Linked DNA regions of Lactuca sativa: region 2 is linked to region 1. A link is a contact called in public Hi-C data. All regions are on one chromosome and are shown on one strand. Each heading gives the region's core, a stretch centred on a gene start, on an enhancer-like site or on the middle of the called end of the contact. The rest is flanking DNA. Distances are from core to core; before and after follow the strand shown.

Region 1 (5,210 bases), core at 259-2,758:
TAAAACTTTCTTTCAGGAATCAAACCTTCTTCAATCATCTCATCAACCATTTGTTTCCCTTTCCCAAATCTACCTGACAAATACAACACTCTTGCCACAAGATAATACGTTACCCAATCAGGAGCACATGAACATGAACATGAACACACTGTTTTTTTCATTGTGTTGAGAATTTGTAAAGATTCTTTAACTCTTCTAGTCCTACCCAAACAAGACAACAAGATATTGTAACTTACAGTGGTGGGGGCAATTTTGTAACTTCGCATTTCAATCATCACATTCAATGCTTCCGGAACAAGCCCTGAAGGATTCGACTTCAAATTTTTCTTGCAAAGACATTTGAGAAATGTGTTGTAGCAGAAAAGGTCTGGAGTGATTCCTGCACCTTTCATGTCTTTGATGATTCTTCTTGATTCTTTCACATTTTCTTGAATAGATAACCCGTGAAGTAGGTTTTTGTAAATAACAAGTTTTACATTTGAGATTTTATCTTTATGGTGATAAATGACTCCTTCTGCCCTTTTGACATGCCCTTTTGAGCACAAAGCAGAAACTATGGCATTAACTGTGGTGCTATCTTGTGGGCATTTTAACTTGTGTAAGTTCTTGAATATTCCCAATGCTTCATCCACTCTTCCTAGTTTCACCAATGTCTCGGATACAGTGCTAAATGTTGAGGTTTCCATAGCCATATTTTGTTTTCCAAGATTTGAGATTAACATGTCTAATGCTAGGAAATCTTTCTTCTCAGAGAAGACTCTGATAGCATGGTTATAATCTTTGTCTTCCAGTTTAACATCGGAATGTTTTTCTGACCATAAAAAGAATCTAAGGAGTCGTCTTGTGGGTGCTTCTTTTTTACTTGAATCAAGCACTTGGGTAATGAGTGATGAGCAGAAGGAAACGTTGACTGAGTTAAGAGTTGCTTCTAACTCGTCTAGACTGCCTACCCCATGAGAAACCACATCGCACAGCTTTTGAAGATCATTTGATGGTGGTGTTGGGGGAAAAGTAGAGTAGTGATATAACAAAAAATGCTTCGGATTCAAGATATCGACATTCTGCCATTTGGATTTCAGTAAAGACTTCATATTCTTGGGGAAAACCGTGCAAACGCACAGAGTTACACGGCCATTGTTCTCTGAGGCATTTCATCGAGCAACTGGTGTGTATGAAAAAAATTCCACGAGCATCGCCCTCCAAACGTGCATCTTTGATCTATACGTCTGAAATCACAAAATTAAACCGTAAAACCTGCGAAATTGAGCTCTAGCTATTGGGGAACTAGTTACAGGTGGGACATGTCGGTGATGGTGCGGTGAACTGGCGTCGGGCTGTCGATTGTCACAAGCAGAAGCACTCAAAGGGGATATGACGAGGCGCCGTTTACATGGAAAGGGGTTGGAGGAGGTGTTGCGTGTTGGTGTCCTACGTCGCGGCTCGGGGCAACACGGTGAGAGCACCAGCAGGTGGTCAAACACCCCGTGTAATGATCGTGTAAATGCGTTATCTATAAACAATAATAATAAGTTATCTATGAACAATAAGCTAAAAAGCTAATCCAAACATCAATAAATTCCAACTATTTCTCATTTCTATTATTTCCCTTATTTTTTCTAAGTTCTTCTTTAATCCATCTCATTTACTTCTCAATTTTGAATATGAACGGTATAACACAAAATATGGTGTTACACTAACGGATAAATTTTATGAAATTTGTTTTAGTCCCTATATTTATATATTTATAATTTATTTTTATCTATTAATTATAATTTAATTGTAATATTTAATACTTATAATATTTTTATATATTAAATTATATTAACTAATTATAAATATAAAGTTTATGTTTTGTTCATCAAATTTTTTTATAAAAAGTTAAATACATATTGAAATTTTAAAAAACGATGACGTATTTTACATAAGCTTATAAATATGTTATAAATATAATCTTATTTATTTAGTAGTATTATTGTAATGAAAAAAATATAGATTACATTTTTGTTAAAACCAAATTAGTAAAATGGATGTGTTTGACAATCTATGTAAGTTTGAATAATAGAATATATTTGGAATATACTTTTTGGGGTAAAAATGGGATAAAAATAAAATAGGGTTGGAGATGAAACACTATTTACCCCATTTTTTACTCCATTTTTGGAGGAAAAATGGAAATGGGATGCAGATGGTCTTAGTAACACGACTCTAAAATTACAGTAATTTTAATGAGAATTTTATGTTTCCAATATCCGGATGGATTCCAATTCGAGGCTTTGCATTAAATAACTAAATAACCTGAAAACCGAATAAAATAAATGAATTTTGTTGTTTCGAATCCCATTCCAAATGGCCAAACCAATGCTTATTTTCATCGGTATAGAGGCGTAAAAATTGAATTTGAATTTGTTCAAAACCGAAAACAATTCCAATTTGTAGATATTTCTTTTATCTGGTCACATGATATTCAACCAAACAACCGACCCAAAGGACACGACCCAAGTACAAGGAAAAAATGAAATCGGATATTTTCATCGGATAAAAATTCAGTTACAAATAAAAATCCAAGTAGATCCAATAGATATAATCGTTAGATATTTTTGCAATCTCACCGGTAATATGACCATTGGCATTCTTAACTTCTTTCTTCAATTTCATAACTAAAAAATGACATCTTCACGAGCTTCTACTTCCGCACCCATTATACAGATCATATGCGATACACATAATAACACATACTTCAAGATAATAAGTCACATAGCACTTACATTATGTCACATATAACTAAATACATATGTATGCTAGCATTATGATCACTAGTCTCAACTACATTCCCTTACTTAAGAGGCTTTTCTCTAATTGTCTTGCATAGACAACCTTCCTCAAAGAAGCTTCACTTGGTCGACCATCTGTGCATGGCCATCCAGACTAAACACATAACGTATGCTAGCCTTCTAATTATTGGTCACAACTAGATCCCTTCACTTAAGAGGCTTTTCTCTAATTGCCATGCATAGACCACCTTCCTCAAATAGGCTTCGTGTGGTCGACCATCTATACATGGCCATACAGACTTAACAACTGGATTCCCTTTCCAGGGGGCTTTTCTCCAGTTGTCCAATCCATAACCACTTCCCTCACTTAAGAAGATTTTTGTGGTTTCACATAACATAATTACATAGTCCATATAATAAATAAGTTCATAAGAACTCACCTAAAGAAGCGAAACAGATGATAAAACCATTTAAGTGGCTAAGATGGATTGTCCAGCTCCCTAAACACCTACAATCATATACATAGTCCTTACTTAGCCTATATTACAAGTATTATATTCTAATACTCATAAAATAGTTAATAATACTTATATGAATTATTTGTTCGTCAACTCACCCATTAAACTGATTATAAAATGTATTTACTTAGTCCAAAACATTTATTTGGTTCATGAAACCTAAAAAAAGTCTACGATTTCTTAGCATTCGATCCCTTGATCAAACTTATAAATTTATCATACTATATAAACCCTAAAAAACAATAAAATTGGCAATTTAGTAAGTCATATGAATTAAGTCACTAAACCTTACTATTGTGATTGTTTATTCACCAATAATATACTATTGGGACTTATATTTAATAAATGACAAAGATCACATTTATTTTCTTGTTATTATCCTCTAAAACGCATATATACACATGTAGTACGTATGACAATCACAAATATTAAAAGGATTGGAAAAGGGTAATTACCTCAATTACTTCTTATGTTGACTTTCTCATTCTTCATATTTCTTTACTTGGGTTCTGCCACTCCTTCATCGTGAAAGCCTCCTACAACCACTCACGTCAACTGGATTGACCATTTGAGTTTATTATCATAACAATCAAAGACAGAAATCAAAAAGTGAAGAATGGATCAAAATTTTATCATCAAATCACATGTGGAAAAGCCTAAGAATTTCAAAGGCTTAGATTTTCGGAGATAGAAATAGGAGATGTTTATCTAACAACTCTTCATCTTTCTAATGTTCACACTGATGATTCTCATTCCCCTCTTACTGGTGTGACCACTGTTGAAGGGACAAATCCACCCACTGTAGCCCAATTGGCAAAACATCAAAGGGTTGTGGAATCTTGGAACACAAACGAGTATAGTTGCAAAAATTTTATTCTAAATGCCTTGAATGATTCCCTTTATGATATATACTCTACCATCACTACTACAAGAGAGATATGAGAATCATTAGAAAAGAAATACAAAACAGAAATGGCATGTTCCAAGAAATTCATGATTGGAAAGTTCAAGAATTTCAAGATGGTGGATACCAAACTTGTCCTTAAACAAGTGAAGGAACTTCATGTAATTACATATGACCTTGAAGCTAAAGGTATGGGAATAAACTCTAACTTTCTTGTTGGTTCGATCATTGAAAAACTTCCTCCTTCTTGGAAGAATTTCAAATTATATTTAAGCACATAACTGATGAAATAAGTTTTTAGCAACTTGTGTTGAGAATTCATGTTGAAGAAGATAACAGATTGAATAAGAAGGCTGATGCAAATTCTTTGGAACCAAGTGGAAACTTTTTTGGAGAAGCAAGTACTTTAAGGAGAAAGCGTAACAACAAGAAAGGTAAGAATGGCTCCAAAAACTCTTCAAAAGATGGCAAAAATCATGTCCAAACAAGAAAATTTTTAAGAAGAATTCGGGTCCATGTTATATTTGTGGCAGAACTAGACACAAGGACAAAGATTTTAGATTCAGGAAGGGCCAATGAGACAATGGAGGAGAAAAAAATAGATGGAACAAAGGAAACAATGGTGGTAATTCTGGTGGAGGAACTTCTCATCAAACCAACATGGTTGAATCACGAAATCAGCTTGTTGCAGTGATTCAAACCAACATGGTTAGCAATTGTGTGGACTGTTGGATTGATATTGGAGCCACAAGGCACATTTGCAACTCTCGAACCATGTTTTCTACATGCCAGAAAGTCTCTAATTATGAACCAATGTTTATGGGGAATGCTACTACTGCAAAATTTAATGGAAAGGGAAAAGTGAAGTTGTAACTAACTTCTGACAAAGAACTTGTTCTAAGTGATGTCTTACATGTTCCTAAAATTACTAAGAATCTGACTGCTGGTCCTATTCTTAATAAATATGGATTCAAACTTGTATTCAATTCTGATAAGTTTTTTCTTACCAAGGGTGGG
Region 2 (5,323 bases), core at 376-2,875, 130 kb before region 1:
CCCCTGTGTCTGAATCCATATAACTTAAGCACTTGATTATCTGCAAAATTAAAAGCTCTTTCCATGCTACTCAAACACCTTTGAACTGGATAATCACCATAGCTTCCACAAGGCTTACACCCCACAAAATGAGTCACGAAAGGCCATCTTTCATCACCCAATCCAGGGTGATATTTCTCCATCATTTCTTCATATCGATCAACCAATCCAGCCCAATACCCATGAAGGAAATATGAATTTTCAACAAAAACTTTCTTCATCCATTCTGTTTTTGTAATCAACAAGTATATCAAAGCCGATTGATCATCAGCTTCAAATGCAGGTCGCCCTTTCAAATTGGCTGTCAAGATCTTCCCTGCTTCTTCACGAACAGGCCCTTTTGGCCCCATTGGTGCCCATTCATCGAGTAAATCCAAAGACCATTGACAATTTCTAAACAGAAAGCTCCCGGTGTTGAGTGCGATCCATGATTTTTGATTGAATAACAAATCTGGGTAGCCATGGATGACCATGTTATGATCTTTGTATTTGGATAATGGAATTTCAAATACCATATCTGTGAACAATGCGTCACTGTCCATCCACCAAATCCACTCGACTTCAGGATGAGAAAGCATCAACCTGCGAATCAATGGCAGTTTCGCCCAATACCCAGCAAGCTCTTTATCCAAATGAGCCATGTTATACACAATTTCGATCCCGTGAATCCTACAGTAATCAATCTTGTTCTTAATCGATTTCAGCAGGTAATGATCACCAATGGCGTTATCACAAGGGCTTGGTGGGGACCCAGTAACAAGCAAGATTCGAGCTTTACCATTAACGATATTAGGGAAATCTTGATTCCGACTGAGCCACAGACTTCGTTCTTCGTCCCAATTCGAGATCTTTGCACCAAGTGAGTAAGTGTCATTGAGATTGATTGTAGTTTGATCTAGATTCTCTTCTGGGTCATCCGGATCCTTGTCGGATCGGATCTCAGCCAGGATCCGGTTAGTTTCTTCGATAATTGCTTGGTTCTCTACATCATTGTCAGAAGAGAGCGACCCAAAACCAATTGTACCACGAAGAACAAGAATTGTAACTAAACCACAGAGAATTGTGATCTTGATGTTGTTAAGCGTTTTATGGATCTGACGGTTGCCGCCGCCGCGGAGGAGAGATCGGCTGCTCCGGGAGCCGCCGTTGGGGGCGGTGGAAGTGGGTAGTGTGGAAGCGCCTCTCTTTTGAGCAGTGAAACCATCTTGACCCATAATACTCTATCGGAAAATGCAAACCCCAATTTCTCGATAAGGGGTTTTAGAGATTGAGATTTGTGTGGTAGAATCAATAATAGTTTATGAATCAAAAAACAAGTGATTGAGTTATGGGAAGATTCAATCTTCCTTCCATCATGGACAAAATCAAGAACTCAAAGATTATAATAATTAGAACGTGGGAGAGAGTAAGATGGTAGATGCAAGAAAATGGTAGATGCAAGAAGAGCACCGACTGTTTGTGTGTGTTTATGAGTGTGTGTCAGTACGTGTAAATTGTTTATGTAAAATAGCATTAAAAAGACCATGAAGAGACTTAGATTAAATACTAAATTGTAAGATTTTAAGAATGAAAACGAAGTGTTTTGTTTTAATGAACGCGTAAATCTTTTATGTTTTGCAGCTTGTTGTTTGTTCGAACTGTGTTTGACTAATTACCTTTAGACAGCTAATCACTTATGCATTAACCATTACAAATAATAACGCGTTACCTAAAAAGTACAATTCTATACATATAAAATCTAAGTTTCCAAAACTTTCCTTAAAATTTTGTACGAAATTTGACTATATATGCTAAAAATTATATTTATTTTATTATTCTTTTGTTTTATCAAGACTCTAAATATGTCAAAAACTTGTAGTCGGTTTGTAAAGATTTATTAGTTGTAATTTTCTTTTTGTAATCATTAACCAAAAGGTCCTAAACGGATAAAAGGAGCAGAATATATATTTGGACCTTAGAAATGGGGATAACAATGCTATTTATTTCAACTGTCTCTTTTTATAGATTATTGTTTGCAAATAAATAATAGAAATAGTTTATGTGGATGTCAAGAGTTTGTTATAACCTTTTTTAAGATTATGCATTTAAGTTTCGAATTTTTTTTTCGGTAATGGCTCGTGTCTCTTTGTACTTTTGAATTTATTATATTTTTCTCTAATTTATTTCAATTAAGAAGGCAAAATTACTTTAATGGTCTTTATATTTTACAAAAAATTACAGATTTAATGTTTAATTTTTTTTCTTGATAAACATGATCCATGCAATTTCGATTACTTAGTTTGGTTGTAATTTCTTTGGTTAGTATTGACGGAAATAATGTTGGCGGAAATAATTTTCAAAGTAATTAGTATTCAATGACTTTAGGGTTAAATAGAAATAAGGGTATAAGGAATATACAATCAATCAAAGAATAAATCAAATGATATATTCATGGAGAATATAGTTATCTCCCCTCAAGTGAGATCGGTGGTGGAACAACACGAAGCTTGTCATAGAAATGTGCAAATAAGGGACCGGCAAGAGGATTGTTGAAGATGTTGGCAACTTGAAGTTTGGTGGGGATAAATCTCATTTGAAGTTTGCCATCGGATAAAAGTTCCCAGATGAAATGATAGTCAATTTCAATATGTTTCACTCGCCGATGAGCAACCGGATTTTGGCTAAGGAAGATGGCACTTAAGTTGTCACATAAGATAGTAGGGCAAAACGAAGGCACATCATTAAGATCCTGTAGAAGATGGGTGATCCAAATAAGTTCAGTAGCGGTATTTGCTATGACACGGTACTTAGATTCACAACTTGAACGAGAAACTGTCGGTTGTTTTTTTGCACTCCAAGAAACAAGGTTACCTCCAAAGAAATTTTAATAACCATAGGTATAACGTCGTGTTTCAATGCATTGTGTCCAATCCACATCGGAGTAGCCAATTAAAGATGTAGATTTAGGGAAGGAAGAATGAAGACCATAAGAGATGGTGCCTTTACATATCATAGAATGCGCTTGACCATCTAAAAATGATCAACTATTAGGCATGAAGGAACTGGCTAGCTTGGTTTACAGCATAGGATAAATCTGGTCGAGTGATGATAAGGTACTGTAATGTGCCAACTAAGGATCAATAATGTGTAGGATATGAGTAAGGTGTGTCAGTACTAAAAAAACATCATGTATAGCTAGAGGGGTAGCTACATGATTAGCATCAAGGAGAGTGGCACGGGTAAGCACGTCATGGGTATATTTAGATTTATTTTGAAAAATCCATCAGAATTATAGGTGACTTCAAGAACTAAAAAGTAATTTAGCATGCCAAGGTCTTTGATTGGAAACTCCCGATGTAGCCTTTCAATGAAACGAGGAATAGAAGTCTTGTCACTCGCGGTAAGAATGGTGTCGTCAACATAGACGAGAAGATATAAACGACAAGATCCTTAATGAAAACAAACAAAGAGGTGTCAAATTGAGTGCATTGAAAACCTTGCTTTAGATAATACGAGCTTAGGCGTTGAAACCAAGCTCTTGGAGCCTGTTTTAGGCCATATAAAGCCTTATTCAGACGACATACATAATTTGGATGTTGTAGACCAACAAATCTATGTGGTTGTTCCATGAAGATGGTTTCAGATAAATGGCCATCTAAGAAAGTATTCTTTACTTCAAGTTGATGAAGAACCCAATGATTTGTAACTTCAATAGATATAACGACTCGAACCATAGAAGCCTTGATCACGGGACTAAAAGTATGAGAAAAGTCAAATCCTAGTACTTGAGTAAAACCCTTTCCCACAAGTCTAGCTGATAGTTTCATTTTATTTACTTCTTTTTCTAGTTTATTTTAGCTTATATTGTCTCATTTTAGTTAATCTTCATGCATATTTTCTCTTTTTGTTATTTTTCATCTTTACCGCATACTTTCTAGTCTTTTGAGCATAATTGCAAAACTTCTCAAAAACTTTTGAATATGGAGGATTGTGGGAATGCAGAATCTTGAAGCTGGAGGCTTGTGTTTTATCTGTGGGTTTGAAGTAGTGCAATTAGGCCTTTTGACAACATGTTGAAGGAAAAACTTGGGCTTAATCTTGGATGATGGATGATGGATGATGATCATATGAAGAAAATTGAAGCTTTGGATGATCAAAGGATGCTATGGGCTAGCTTGGAAGCAATCATGAGTTATCAAGAACCTTGGATTTGGGTTGGATCATTTACAAGCGTCTTGGAGAAGAGAAGACAATTTAATTGGGCCAAATGGTGCACTCAGCGAGACTCACGTGTTCTGTGTGAATGACCCAAACGGTCTGCATGAGGCGTGTATTGAAGAATTCGGATTTTTGGTGTTGCCTCTACTTTGGGAAGTTTGGTGGGATACTTTTTGGTCACTTTTCAGATCCGATTTTGAGCCATATTTTACTACACTTTTGAGTGAAGAAGGAAAGAACTCTTGGAAGGAGGAAGACAATTTGATCTCAAGAATATTTGAATATTTGTGGATTTTACACCTTTCATCTTGTGCAATGCTTGGTATTTCTACCCTTAATCTTTTTTTCATGACTCTAGCTATGTTAGGCAAAACAATATTTGGTTGACTTGGATTTTATTGCTTAGATGATTTGGTTGTTCTGAAGGATATCATGAACTTGTGTTGAAGATCTATGATCATATTGTGACAACCTGAAATTTATTCCGTTATTTAACCCATCTTTGTTAATAAAAATTTAATTTTATTAAATTTTCCGTCAACTTCTTGGGTTAAAAAATCAACCAAGGTTATAGTTATAGTTTTATATGAGTCGGAAAAACCAAAAATCGAGCGAAAAACCTTCGTTTTTCTTGAAAAACGACATGTTCACAGCCAAGATGAGTTTACGGTCGTAAACTCGTGTACGGCCGTAAACACTATTTACGGTCGGTGCCAGGTGGACCCCATCACCGACAATACCCTTGGGTTATAAATACTGGACCCCCACCCTCATTTGAACTTTCTTGGCCGAAAACACCATCTTTCTCTCTCTAACCCTCTTGACTGTAAACACCATAAAGCCCTCCTTTCATGCGAAAAACGCCAGAAATCGTCATTTGGGGCCGTTTGGGGGCATCTGGAGCACCTTTTCGTCAAAAACAAACACCCTTGTTCTTGAGTTTACGGCCATAAACCCTTTGAATCTTCAAAAGCCGCAAACTCAGTTCACGGCCGTGTTCACGGTCATAAACCCAGTTCATGGCCGTAAACTCTATTCATGGCCGCAAAACCAGTTCACGGTCGTAAACCCCATATACGTCCGTAAA

Evidence for each region. Hi-C and Micro-C count contacts between places; a contact is called where the count stands out from the background.
Region 2: a contact with region 1 is called in a Hi-C map of leaf, with 5 times the contacts expected there. The contact joins the promoter of LOC111894870 here to the promoter of LOC111894881 in region 1. A contact is called at or near these places in 2 of 4 Hi-C or Micro-C datasets (both in leaf).

Annotation. Positions count from the first base shown.
Region 1 is chr4:202,609,885-202,615,094 of Lsat_Salinas_v11, reverse strand. It overlaps LOC111894881 (pentatricopeptide repeat-containing protein At5g61370, mitochondrial), which reads right to left and starts at 1,508. Exons shown (of 1, transcript XM_023890969.3): 1 at 1-1,508. The coding sequence starts at 1,091.
Region 2 is chr4:202,740,841-202,746,163 of Lsat_Salinas_v11, reverse strand. It overlaps LOC111894870 (probable xyloglucan 6-xylosyltransferase 3), which reads right to left and starts at 1,625. Exons shown (of 1, transcript XM_023890960.3): 1 at 1-1,625. The coding sequence starts at 1,253.